Linked DNA regions of Sorghum bicolor: region 2 is linked to region 1. A link is a contact called in public HiCAR-type data. All regions are on one chromosome and are shown on one strand. Each heading gives the region's core, a stretch centred on a gene start, on an enhancer-like site or on the middle of the called end of the contact. The rest is flanking DNA. Distances are from core to core; before and after follow the strand shown. Region 1 holds the start of LOC8071455 (trigger factor-like protein TIG, Chloroplastic). Region 2 holds the start of LOC8067142 (probable apyrase 3).

Region 1 (6,984 bases), core at 1,477-3,976:
AAAGGGAACAAAGAACTCTAGACTCCAGTTGCATCTTGCACAGATAAACGTTACAACCATTTATTGAGCAAATGGATTTATGCCATAAAATGAGTACTGGCGCCAATATCAGATTAGGCCTGTACTGTAACAAAGCAAATTTGACTGTCGATAATTCAATGGAAAATTGCCAGCAAGGATCAGTATCTGTTTCTCAGAGGCAGAACAACCAGGGCTATCAACTTATCACTTCAGCTGAGAGCTAGCCGGTCACAGGTCCTACCAGTCTTGAACAGTATTGCCTATACTGGTTGGTACTATGAGTATTTAAGGTCAATTCGACAGAGTAGAGACAAAATAAGAAATAAGGGATATAAACGTACGAGAGGAACACAAAGAATATTGGAATAATGCAATAGTTGCTGAAAGTGCCTAGTTTCAAGTAAAATGAGTGGGCCCATGATTTGCTTCAAAACAGACATGCCTCATTACAAGAATAACTAACTGAGTGTCATTAGTTTGTTACAAACTAGAGTACCTATAGAATTACCTGGAGGCCTCTGTCAGCCACAACTCTAAGTAAGCCCAGAGCTTTATGACGTCGCTGAAGCTCTTTTTCTGCTGCCTTTTCTGCATCAACAGCTTCATCTATTTCAACGACAACTTTGAGGTTCTTATATTTGTCTTCGGATAACCATCGGACTTCAGGGACAACATCCACAGCAACATCATACCTGACCAAAATTTGACATTAACAAAGTATATGACCTCAAGATCACATGATCGATAGTGTATTAGCGTTGAACCTGTTCGTTGAGAACTGTCAATTTTCTTTAAAAAAAATGAAATGAGTAGGTCATATATATGGCAGAACTGTCTACCTAAACACATTGTCGAGTGAGAAAGAATTTCTCATATCATCAAACTGAGTAAGAATGCGAACAGAATCTTCTAATGCCCTCTCCTCTACCTTACACCCAAAAAAAGGAAGGCATTAGCTGGATAGATGTACGTAGTAGTAAGTGCATGTCATACAATATATGCCAATATGGAGGAAGGAAAAGTCATGGTTCAACAAGATATTCAGAGTTTCAGACTGCTGAAGTGATTTTGGAGATATATGGAGTACAGAAAGGTGCACATTGAATTTCTACATAAATGCTAGTAGATAGTGTTGCCTGCAGATCACCTTGCCAGTTGTCTGTTCAGTAGGGATGATGAAATGCTAGTAGATAATGCTGTCTGTTCAGTAATAATTGACAGATTCACCACAAAATCTTCACCATCACTCGAATGAGTATAATAAAAATATAGATTACCAAAACTAGATTTTGGTTTCCATGAGCACTTTGAAACCAACAGCTTATGATCATAGACATCAGAGATGCTTCCCCAAATAGGACTAAGAGTTCATTACCGAGGACAATGCTTGAGGAAGTGTATGTTTCAAGACAGCTTCAATTGTGGCATCCTGTACATGTTGCGGTCCTACATAGTTTATAAGAATGTTTTCTGGAATGATCTTCCCAGGCCGAAATCCAGGAACCTGTCAAGAAGAAACAGCATGGACATCAGAACAGACTGTATAATATACAGCATCACATGGTAAGTGACAACTGACAGACAGCATCCTACTCTGAAGAAACATCTGCACCAGTTTGGAATTCTGGTCTCTTTGAATGATGTCTAGTGTACTGTAGCTATGATAAATTGACGAATTTTGCACAAGTGGACAAATCCTGGAACTTGCAAGCAGCAGGGCTGACTGTTTGCAGTTTCAAAGCGCTTTATTTTACACAAAAAGGATGAGGCACAATTTTAATGAGAATGTTGAGCGTACACTTGGCCACACATCCAGAAAACTATCAGTGTGCTAAGCACTGCGTAGAGCATGACCCCATTCATAAGTACATGATCACAGAAGCATGTACCGATTAAATTTGAAGTAGTAAAGCTTAATGTCTTGCTGTGCCACGAAACATTTGTAACATAATCAACCTCCTGGAGGAACCAACCAATGTGTTTATAATTTCTTATGGGTGTACCCCCACTACTCATATCATACGTGTTTGCAGTTTGCACAGAAATGATACCTTAAAACGTTTCGCGTACTCCTGTAGCGTGGTTTGGTAACAGTCGTGAATGATGGAAGTAGGCACCTCCACGCTGAACTTAACCTGCCAAGAACGACACACGCACAGCCAGGTGGCCGTAAAAATCAAGCACGAAACTTTACCCACTGTTACTCACACTACCCATCACAGCAGCCTCCGTGGCGGCAAACTGCAAGATATGCAAACCATGGAAGCTCGAACAGTACGCGCCCTGCTTCATTGTTCATTCACCGAGCCGCAATCGCAACGTGGCGAGGCAAGGAAGGGGAAGGCGGGCGGGGGACTCACACTGGATCCAGGCTGCCGCGTCTCGGTGACACGAAGCGAGTCTCCGCCCCCGGCAGCGGCTTGGCGGAGCTCCACGACGGCCGAGGTGACGGGGAGCCGCCGCAGCAGCCTTTGCCGTCGTGAGGTGGAGGCGAGCGAGGGACTGTTGTTCCACGAGACGGAGACGGAGACGGAGGCCGCGCGGGGAGAGGAGAAATGCCCGTGTGGACGCGCGGCGGCCGAGGCAACTGCGGCGGCGACGGTGGACAGCTCCATGGTTTGGTCGCCGCTGCGCGGAGAGGAGGGGACAGGGGAGTGAACTAAAGCGGGCGCCCGGGATCAGCGCGGTTTGTGTGGCCGGCGCGACGTGTGTGGCGGATAAGACAAGAGATTTTGTCCTCTCGCGCCATCTCTGCCAATTTGAGAGCATTATTAACACTAGTATATTGCCCTACGACAACATTCAGATACCTACAAATTAGAACTCAAATATATACAAATGCAACCAAATTACATTGTAGAAAAGAAAGCAATATAACTGTTTCTCGTCAAAAATATTATCCATGCCTTAAGTTGGGTCAAATTAACTGCAGTACAAGAATGGTGGAACCCTATTCCTTCTCTAATGCCAACCGAGAATAGGCAGGTTGAGAAAGTTCAGTGCAAGATGGTTAGGAACAATCCTTCATTCACTGAAAACTGTTTTTTGTGTGCAAAAAGCAATAAGCTTGCCACTCCTAAAAACTGTTTTTTGTTTTGCAAAAGGCAATAAGCTTGCCACTCTCTGCGTATCCAAGCATGACCTTTCCCCCCAAGCCATCACCTGATAGTCACAAGTGTAATGTTTTCTAGTGAAATAGAAATGATACTGACCTAGTGAGCTCTCTGGAATCTAAAACTGCACTCAATTTGCAAGATAGATCATATGAGGTTGCGCATATCTGCAGAGGCAAGTTCACATGCAAAAATAACAATTGATTAAATAAAAAAATGTGTTCGTTAGCATACCTTGATTATAAAAGTGAAGTGGATCTTCAACTTTCTGCAAACAAACAGCAAAAACCTTCGTATTCATTGGCCTAAATAACAGAAATCTTCACATGCAAAAATAACAATTGATTAAATAAGAAAATGTGTTCGTTAGCATATCTTGATTATAAAAGTGAAGTGGATCTTCAACTTTCTGCAAACAAACAGCAAAAACCTTCGTATTCATTGGCCTAACTAACAGAAATCTTGATGCAAGTGTTAACATCCTCACCACATATAGAACATCAATGCTGACAGAACTTGGTGCAACACCCTCCATTCCCACAAGCAAAACGTTGTCTGAACCTTCCCCAATTGTCTTGTTGTTGACAATCTCCTATCTATTGGAGCACTGAAGGTACACAATTTTCCTTCTTACCTGTGCTGTCTCTGCTGACGATGCATATATGATATCATGGTAATTGCTTGATTTTGGTCAGCTGGCAAAACAATAAAAGGAATTAAAAAGAACATGCAGTCACTTCACATCGATCAAGAGCATTGACATTTACACATCATGGGCCATTCAAATATCATTCTTGTTTCACCGGATGATAAAGTATGCCCCCACCCCCACCCCACCTCCAAATCAAAGACAAATTTCCATACATTTTTTCAGTCATCTCTACCCCTGAAAACATAAATTATTCTTGGCCTAAATTTTTAAAAACCATAAATCTTGGCACCTAGAAAAATATAATTTGGTGATGTAGCATTCAATGATTTTGATAGCAAATGGCTAGGCACTACATCTGTCAGAGGCAGAAAAGGAGCTCCTAAAGTGACGTCAAACAAAGAACAGAGGATGAGAAAGCTCTACTGCTCTCCATGTTAGCAATGACTTAATAATTGAATATTGTAAGGGGATCTAAATTTACCTTGCATTGTCCATAGTGCTATGTTGAAGTCCTAGCTCTTTTACTGTTACCATCTTGCACATAGAGAAGAGAAAGGACTACTCACAACCATGTCCTAGTAATTTGTGAACACAGTAAACCCTATAAACAAAGTCTGTGCAGAGCTTCCTCCACATGAGCTTTATCAGAATTTGTGAATACCTGCAGTAACCAAATGTAGGTTGACACAAATGCTCTCTGTGACCATTTTGCCAAATATATCATTTCAGAATAGAGCAAGAAAACAGAAAAAATTGGTTGCTTTCGTACTATTTTTCTCTGTGGAATTGAAAGTTGGAGGGTCCTCAAAAAAGGGTCCAGTCTTAGATTTAAATGGCAAGGTATCATGAGTTTCTTTCTGGAGCTTAAATTGACACGAATCAAAGAATTCTATTGTTACCAGGTACCTTGGTGCAAATGCATTGCTTGACCATGAGTGTGCCAATTCAACTCTGCCATTTTGTCGAACATCTTCAGGGCTTTAAAGAGGACACTTTGCAACATCATTAGGGAGTACAAAAAAATCCATTGCAGGAGAACACAAAGCCCATTGTATTAGGAACCTGTATTGGATTATGAATCAGAAGGGGTTTAGGAAAGGAAGAGAGAAGAACCTGCAAGTGGTAGAGTACAAACATCCAGTGAGGTCGTGAGGGGCCATGCAGCACGAGGAGGGCCGGTGATCGAGCATGGCTCCATGCAACATGGCGAGGACTGCTTCCACGTGGCCTAGTTCATGGCTTCGAGCACGATTCCGAGAAGCATGGTGAGGGCCGCCGCCGTGCGTCTTGGAGCGAGGCGTCGAGGGCAGCGAGTCCTGCTGCCCTGGGCCTGGGAGGTTTTTTTCTTTCTATACGGTGATTTTTTTCTAGCGAGTCTCAGGAATCGAACCTGCGGCGTGCGGGGGATGACTCATGAGGGGAGGGAGCGGGTGTGAAGGGGGTGAGAAGCCTCGCATCAAACTTTGGTTCTAGGCCTTTGGATCTGACATAGTTGTTTTGTGAGCCCTTAATTTTAATGGAGATAAATTTTTGTGTGTAATTTTCTGGGTACACAATGGTTAGACTACTCAGCGAGGGACATTTTCCTTGGTAGATCTAAAATTATTTGAAGTGGTCAATTATAGTATAGATAATACACGTAGGTTGTTGTTGCTTTGTGCAACATCATTCAGATGTTTTTTTTACATTTTACATCTAACTTTGGAAAAAAATCATGTATTCATTTTCATCCAACATAATCCTTGAGAGCCTGTTCACTGGTCTGAAAACATATGTTTAGTGACTAATGGCAATAAGCCTATGTTTTTTATGTTGTTTCACAGTACACATCGTGTTTGCTTCAGCCTAGTAGGGAGCCAAGAACCTCACCATTTCAAAGCAGTGGGATACATGATATAGCAATTTTCACTCTATCTTCACTTTGAACTCTCACCATTTCAAAAATTTCTCAACCTTTTGGATTCAAGTGTTCAACCTTGAGGGTCATCACCTTCATCACATATATGTTTAGTTATTAAAGTTGAAAAACATCACAAAGTTATGGATTCCCCCCCCCCCCCCCAAATTCAGTCTAGGGACACTGTTTATACATGCATGCTCACTAATCTGTAGTGTTTATTACATATATATACGATTGAGTGTATATTATACAGTCTGTTCTACTTGGTAACTGAAGTTTTTGAAGATGGGCAAAACGTGTTGGATATATGATTGAGTGTATATTACATATATACGGTGGTGCATAGGTATAGATTACATCCGGTTTTTGCCATGATAGAGTAACTTGCAGTTTCTTTGCCCTACTTGGTAACTGAAGGATAATGGGATTGAGCATCAAAAATACACACTGAAGCATCAGTCCACAGTGGAAGGAAAAGTACTTCATCAAAGTTAGAAAAATCATCTGAATCTTCTTGGTATCATCCAGAGATAGCAACCTCTGCAGGTTACAATCAATTATTTAGAAAATATTAATGTCATTATTGGAGTCTTGCATCGAAAAAAATACAGGCAAGGTAGCCAATGATCTGGGTGAATTACCTTCAAATTCTCATAGCATATCTCAAGGTCATCATTGACCAAAAACCTGCTCAAACTGTGGATCACATTGCACATGTACTTTTAGGACTGCTGAATGTTGTAACATCAAAAATTTCATATCAGGATACCAAGCGCTGGCACATAAATAAATCACATATTGTAACTTAAACAGCAGATATGTACCTACTATGCAGTAAGGCGAACTGTTGTTTCCACTGGCCTACCACAGCTGTATGCAATATGTTGAGAACTATTTGTGTGCATCCTCACTGTAAGCTGAACACTAATACATATTTGTTTCCATTTTGGACCATTATCATGTGTAAATGTGTAATCAAAGTAACTTCTAAATTCTAATACATATATTTGCTCCCATTTTGGATCATTATCATGTCTAATCAAAGGAACTTACAAACTGATAAAGCCCAAAACAGATCTATACTGAATAAAAGATTTGTTTCCCACAACAGGAAATTCTTTTCACACGTAAGCTGTAACTAATTTGCAGACATGGCTGTAATCACATTCAGGCACCACATGAATAAGAATCTAAACTAAAAGCAAGAGAGAGCAACGTCACACAAACAGCAGATGAGGCAACCATTGCTGCCTGCGAACAAATGAGCACAAAATACACCGTCGTCACTGCAGGAGATG
Region 2 (6,984 bases), core at 2,662-5,161, 39 kb after region 1:
ATGACAAATTACCCAAGCCCCCGCAAAGCAAAGACTAGCAAGCAAAGTATGGCAAAGGAAGATTACAAAATGAGAGTGGAAACGCTCGACAAGTCTGGATGCGGGCACCCTCAGGCTGTACCCTGCCAACACCCAGTTGGTGCCTTCGCTGGCAATCGCGTGAGCCCGTTCCTGCGGCGATGAGTGAACACCGTTGAAAGTTCTTTCGTTCCGTTCTTTTCAGATCATCCAACCTATAAGAAACACGAAGGAGTCAAATCCCCGCCATAACAGCTTGGGCAGTAGCTTTCGAGCACGCAGCCACCACTGGATCGAAGGCTCCTCAGTAACAATGATGATGTCCTGCAGGTGCAGCTTTACGAGCCAAATATGCCAAACCTCCCTGCTGAAGCTGCAGCCGAGGAGAATGTGATCCATGGTCTCCGGCTCCTGGTTGCACATGACGCAAAGATTTGAAAGCTGCAGGCCATGTCGAAATCTCCGATCCCCAGTCCAGCACCCACCGTGCAAGCAGAGCCAAAAGAAGAAACGAACGCGATGTGGAGCAGCCGTCTTCCACAGCAACTTGGCTCCGAGTACCGGCGATGATCCAAGGAATATGGCACCGTAGGCCGAAGCCGCGGAGTAGGTGTAATCCTTGGAGAATCTCCAGAATAAGGTATCTGGCGCGTCCGAAAGCTGGACGTTCTCTAGGAGATCGCAGAGGGCACAACCAACTTGTTCTGCAATGCAAGGACACAACCAATGTCTTTTTTGCAACGAATTGTTCAGCCAATGTCAAAACCATGTAAACTGAATCATGAAACTCAAGATGAATGGGGACTTGTTGACTTGTTTTGCAAGGACACTAAATGATCTACATTATTCTCTCTTAGAAGAGCTTCTCATCATCAGTCTTAGATCCGATAAAGTTTATCCTCATGAACTAGACTGAAATTATTTCAGAACATCGGCATGACAGAGTGATTTCTCATCAGAGATTATTACAAAGGACTAGCTAGCTTATGCATCCTGGTTCATCTTCTTGGGTGCAACAGCTTCAATGGCAGTGCCCAGAGGCCATGCTGCCTCAACGTCAAACTCTCCATACTTCACTCTGGACACCAAAGTAATCTCCTTCGTTGGAGCCAAACCTGTATAAACCACATTTAATTAATTGGTCTGTTCAATTCAAACACCTGAATGTTAGTTGTTGATCGAATATCGACCATCCGACAAGGAGACTTTCTTGATATCTAGATATGCATTTTATCTGCACTTACCGAAGCCATCTACAAGCAATGTGTACTGGTAGATGAGATCCATGCATATGTATGGCACATCATAGAGATCAGGGTACCCTGCTTTGGCTTCATCGGCGCTCAGCAAACAAACTTTCTCTGCAGCAGCTTTGAATGCCGATGGGGTGGACTTCACGCTGGGTGCCTCACTGTCAATGAAGCCAACCTGCCAATTAAGTGATTCATGTGAATCATTAGGTCTGTATATACATGATCAGGAGTTGCTAAGTTATATTATATATACCTGTGAAGCCTTGTCAAAGAAGAAGGATGCAACGTAGAGATTGTCCTGGCCAGCTCCACCGCCTCCATTCCAGACGCCATTAAAGGTGCAGTTCTTTGCATTACATGGTGCACTCTGGTTTAGTGCCTTTATTATCTCTTCTCTGCACTTGTCATACACTGCGCCTTCAGGTGACGCCGTTGCATCATAGTCCTTCCCATTGTAGCTGTATGTACCTTAATGAATGATATGATAGCAATTCAGGACTAAGCATTTGTGTGCTAGTTACTGGAAATACGACGAATTGATAAGCAAGAAGGAGGTTGATTATGCATGTATGCCAGCATACCACTGAACCCACGCAATACGCAGTGGCTAAATGGCCCATTCTTTGCCTTCAGAATCTCTACTCGAACAGCAGACAGGCCATAGTACAAGTAGCTGCAGAGGTAAACAAGGAAGGTTACTTGCATTAGTCACAAACTAGAACATTAGTTCATGATTTGATATAGAAAACATTCATCATGGTTTAATAATTCTTTTACTGAATCATCATGGTTCAATGATTATTACTGTAATGTAAAAAAACTGCAAACACTAAACGATGTAGTAAGTACCATCATAGTTTACTCTTTCCAACATAATGTAAAAGTCAATGACAGGCTAAGTAAGTTAAAGTTTAAACATAATGTTTGCTAAACCTGTGAACATAGAGGTTATAATATTTTCCCTTCAGGTACTCCTTTGTAATGTATGGATCCTTCCCATCAGGTACAGCTGGGGCATTTGCAGCAGCATTCCCAGAAACGGCATATGCCATTTGCACTGATCCACCTCCCAAATCTATCACTCCAACCGTCTTCGAGTAGTCCCCTCCCAACTTACCTAACAGATAATTCAGAGCAACCTACAACACAAGTAGGTGCCACATACATCACAGTTTACTAACTGAGAACACAAGATGTATTGCACATGTTTTTTGGCAAAAAATAATAAATAAATAAATTATGTAACACAGAAGTTAGGAATAATTTACATACCCATAGGTAAGATCCTTCTTGCGTTCCCTCGAGAACAGTGATCCATTTGGGGTTGTACTGAAATTTGCTCTTGGTGTGGACAAGATCTCTAACCTGCATTGAGAAACAAACAAACAATTAAGAAAGAAAACTTTGTATCTAGAATACAACAAGGCATGATTTGGTTAGTAAGATGGTATGCTACCGCTTCAAGAATCTCCTCTGCCTTCTCATCTCCGATTAATCTTAGACCAGCTGTTGCCTGCAATTTGATAGAAACACAGGATATGTGTAAGATGATATTAAGCTTTATCCACTAATCACTAGTACTTGAGATGCATTGAAACGTGAACATACAGCTACAGATGTATATGGGAGGGGGTCTTTCATCATTAGATGATGAACTTAGATGAAGAAAACAATTTATTACCCCAAGTTTGAGCGGAGTATCTTTCTGAAGCCGGAGAGGGACAATCTCCTTAGCCTGCTCAAGAAGGGGCAGTATAGAGTTTGCGGCCTCTTGAGGTTTCCCCGCAAATGAGCTCAGCCCGGGCTTTATCTGATCATCAACAAGTCACAAACATGCATACATAATAATTCATCAACAATCCACTCAGTAACTTTGCTTTGCATATAAAGAGGAGGGCAGATGAAAAAAATGATTTGTTAATTTCAAATTTATTTTCCGGCTTTTCTTCTTCTTCTTTTGTTATTGCTAAAGTGTACACTAGCATCCAAATTTGTGGACCCCAACAGGTCACATGCTGTGTGAGCCCCTTGCATTGTATATCCGTGTGCAGGATAAGGTCCAACACCAAATTAAACCGGCCAGTTACAAGCTTTTACTGTGATGGTGTTGGCTCGTTTTCGGGATGCCACATACGGTCATCGTGCACTGTACGTTCGTGTTCTTCCGATGATGCGTTATTGTCACTGGTTGATCAGTCTATATATTTCCTTTCTGAGATGAATTGCCGATAGATGTAACTATCTAGCTAACTGATGGTACCTTGGTGAAGAACTCGATGTCGTCGCCGATCGGGACGAGGTCGAGCTTCTTGTCGAATTTGAAGACGTGAACACGGCTGCCCGTGCTCCCGGCGTCGAAGATGACGGCGTACCTCCCCCTCGAGGCCGCCTCCTCCACTGCCGGCGACTGCTCGTCGGCGGCGGCGGCGATGCTGCCGGCCTTTCGCCCAAGATCGACGCTGCTGCTTCCACCAGCGGAGGCGAGGTGGAAGACGAGAAGAATTGCAGCAACGCCAACGCTACCGGCGAGGCAAGCCATTGCCGCTGCTGCAATATGCCCGGCCGGGCAGCAGGTGGTCGGTCACTTCACTCGTACGTGTCTGGTGGATCGACACTGGACTGGACTCTGAGCTCTCAGTTCAGTGTAGCTTTATTCTTGATGGGGAGGAGCTTTGCAGGCTAGTACCCCAAGTATCATATAAATACAATATGTTCATGCGCACTCTTTTCTCAAGAACTACAACCAACTGTGACACAAATTTCACAATTGATGAGGTGCTAATCGAATAACTAGCTATATAGTGCTGCCGGTGCCAGTGGAGTCTTCAGACTTTTGGCCGGAGAGCTGGCGGTACGGTTGTTTGTCCAATTCGAGCACGAGCACACATATATTACATATTCTTTATTCGAACAATATACGTGCGCATATATAAACCACAAGTCTTGTCCGTTGAAGATCGCACTATATACTTTCAAAAAGAGGTTCACATTATATAAGTTCCACTGAACATATATGTAAACTTGTGCCCGGGCTTTCATCCAACGGCGTTTCGTGCGCGCGCCTCCGAACTCCAAACATGTACAACAATACGAATACGACTAGCAGCAAGCATAACGTATAAGCATCTGTATTTGTGTAAGGAAAAAAAAGAGAAGAAACTCATCTTTTTTAGAAAAGAAGGAATTTATCTCGAATCCTGGATCAAGCCACCATTAAAGTACTCCATCTGTCCCAAAAAAAAACACAATTCTAGCAATTAATATAAACACCACGCATGTACAGGTTCATTGCTAAAATTGCGTTTATTTATGGGACGGAGGAAGTACACGTGAAGCGGCCCACACAGCAAGTCCACCAAAAGACCACGAAAACTAGAGATGAAAACGGATCGGATACGGACGGATATCATATTTGTTTTCATATTTCTGGTCGAATTCGGATTCGAATACGGATAATATCAATCATGTCGGATAAGATACGATTGGATGTCGACATCATAAATATACGATTTAAGTATTCGGATACGGATACGGTATCGGATGTTGAATATTCGGACTCGGATACAGATAGATCTGAACCCCTCTAAACGAATTCGGTATCGAATACGGTCTTAAAATATCCGTACCGTTTTCATCCCTAACGAAAACGCCTTGGTGGCCTTGTCACCTAGTGCCTCCATGTGTATAAATGTCCATATAGCCTTGAGTATGGCGGCCCGGAGGTCCGTAATTTTGGCTCAGCCTAAGCATAGCTCAGCCCGGTGGTATGTGGGCCTGGGTTGGCACGGTCTAGGTAGTAGCCTCGTGCCTAGACTGCTAGGCCCGTGGGGTGGCACGACACAGACCGGCAGTGGCTTCACCTTGCCCCCACGGCCTGCTAAAAGCCTAACACGAAATCTACCCATGATATCGAGTAGTATATGAAAGCTTCGGAATATAATGAAAACGTGGCTAGTAAATTATCTCTTTGTGTCAATTAAAAAAACTAGGTGGCCAGTTTAAAAAAAGAGGCCAAAGTGAATCACAATTCCTTATACAAGTCATCGAAAACTTGATCCGTCCGATATGAATTTTAATTGTTTTTTTGGAAGTCTGTGGACGTAAGTGTCAACAAAAAAATGCATGTTATACGCACGAGTATCTATAACTCTTATAAAACAAAAACTACTAGTTGTTTTTATTGATATGCAAGACGTCCACTTCAGCAGTCCACTGTCATTTACCATTAGCAATTTCGGTATCTACCTCAACGGTCCACTATGATTTGTCACTTATAATTTCTATTGACATGCAAGGTGTAGTCCACTATCATTTGTAATTAAAGTTCACTAGCACAAGATTTGTAATATCCACGTCTGCGATACACATCATCCACTATGGATACAATCTCTATGATTATACTAATAAATCTATATACATATATTATATCATGATTTTGCATTACCAACACTATATGCATATAGATTCCTCTTTCATACCCGCGGCAACGTACGGCCTCTAGTTTATCTAATAGATATACAATTTTTCTCTAGTAGACCTCCTCAAAAATTTTGCACAAATCTCAAAGAAGCTTAAAAAGTGGTTAAATCCTTCCTTGATTAATTTCCCACTGGTTCTCTTTGGGTCTGGGCCTGCTAGAGCCCATCTTGAGCCTGACTCTTGACTCTTGCCCCGCCAGTCTTTGTTTTCTGATCCGATTTTACCGGCAGTGAACAGATACGAGAGTCCATGCCGTTTTTTGTTGTGTGCCAAGCAGACGAAGACTAGTGGCCAGTCGGGATCCGTGATAGCAGCGGCACCACGAGTGTGAATAAGACTGACTCCAACATTAGAACCCAAAAGACCTATTATATAATTTAGGTTATGTGCAGTAAATGGATCAAACCCTAAAATTCATCCTTGTCCAACAGAGGCCTAACACCCAAACCAGCTCTAGGCATTTGTCAAAAAAGAGAAGAAACACGCATGCCTCCATGCCGCACCTCTCGGCCGAGTGCCACGCCACGCCGCATGCCTCCAGGTGAGTGCCGCCGTGAGGTTCTCGGAGAGGCAGAGGAGCGCCTGCAGGTCAGCATCTGCTGCGTCGGCTGTGGTGACCATGGCGACGCCCTTGACATAGCTGCTGTTGGAGTCGGAGAGCGTGACGGCGGTGAGCTCGCTATCCATTGACTGGGCACGACGCGCGGCAGGCATGCCGGAGACGGTGGTGAAGGCGCCGCGATGAGCTAGCAAGCAAGGAAGAAGGGGTCGTGAGATTTGCGTCGTGGGAGAGAGAGGACGCATATTTGCGTTCTGGCTCCTCTCCTACGCAAAATGCGTGTTTCCTTTGCCTATCCGGTTGGAGCCCGATTTTGCGACTCAAAACACTATAGACTACCTATTATGCATTTGGGTCACGCTTTGTCTTCTTTGTTGGAGATAGCCTAAGGGCTGGTTTGTTGCCTTGCACTTGCCCTGATGCTGGCTATATGGGAAGAACAAGGTTACTTTTGTGTCCTGGGTGCTCTGCATCTTATGTTGCAGTTGTAGCCTACATAATTTCTGCCTTCCTGAGAGAGAGCCAAACCTTCATTCCAAGGGGAAAAACCTAAGAAACTCCATTCGGACTTTCATTGATGAGGACATCACCATGCTAGACATGTCTACACTATCGTCTTTTCCAAGTTGCAACTCATCTCCAACTCAGCTGTCACGTCACCCTCGAATTCAGCAG

The links. HiCAR-type assays count read pairs that join an accessible place to other places.
Region 2: a contact with region 1 is called in a HiCAR-type map of leaf, with 6 times the contacts expected there. The contact joins the promoter of LOC8067142 here to the promoter of LOC8071455 in region 1. A contact is called at or near these places in 1 of 4 Hi-C or Micro-C datasets (leaf) and 1 of 1 datasets of contacts at active chromatin or transcription factors (leaf).

What each region holds. Positions count from the first base shown.
Region 1 is chr8:1,882,814-1,889,797 of Sorghum_bicolor_NCBIv3, forward strand. LOC8071455 (trigger factor-like protein TIG, Chloroplastic) reads right to left here and starts at 2,727. Exons shown (of 13, transcript XM_002442686.2): 1 at 2,382-2,727; 2 at 2,073-2,156; 3 at 1,397-1,525; 4 at 861-949; 5 at 530-713. The coding sequence starts at 2,636.
Region 2 is chr8:1,920,507-1,927,490 of Sorghum_bicolor_NCBIv3, forward strand. LOC8067142 (probable apyrase 3) reads right to left here and starts at 3,912. Exons shown (of 9, transcript XM_021446321.1): 1 at 3,532-3,912; 2 at 2,953-3,081; 3 at 2,728-2,784; 4 at 2,544-2,636; 5 at 2,205-2,410; 6 at 1,853-1,944; 7 at 1,525-1,739; 8 at 1,263-1,446; 9 at 778-1,133. The coding sequence starts at 3,810. The coding sequence ends at 1,003.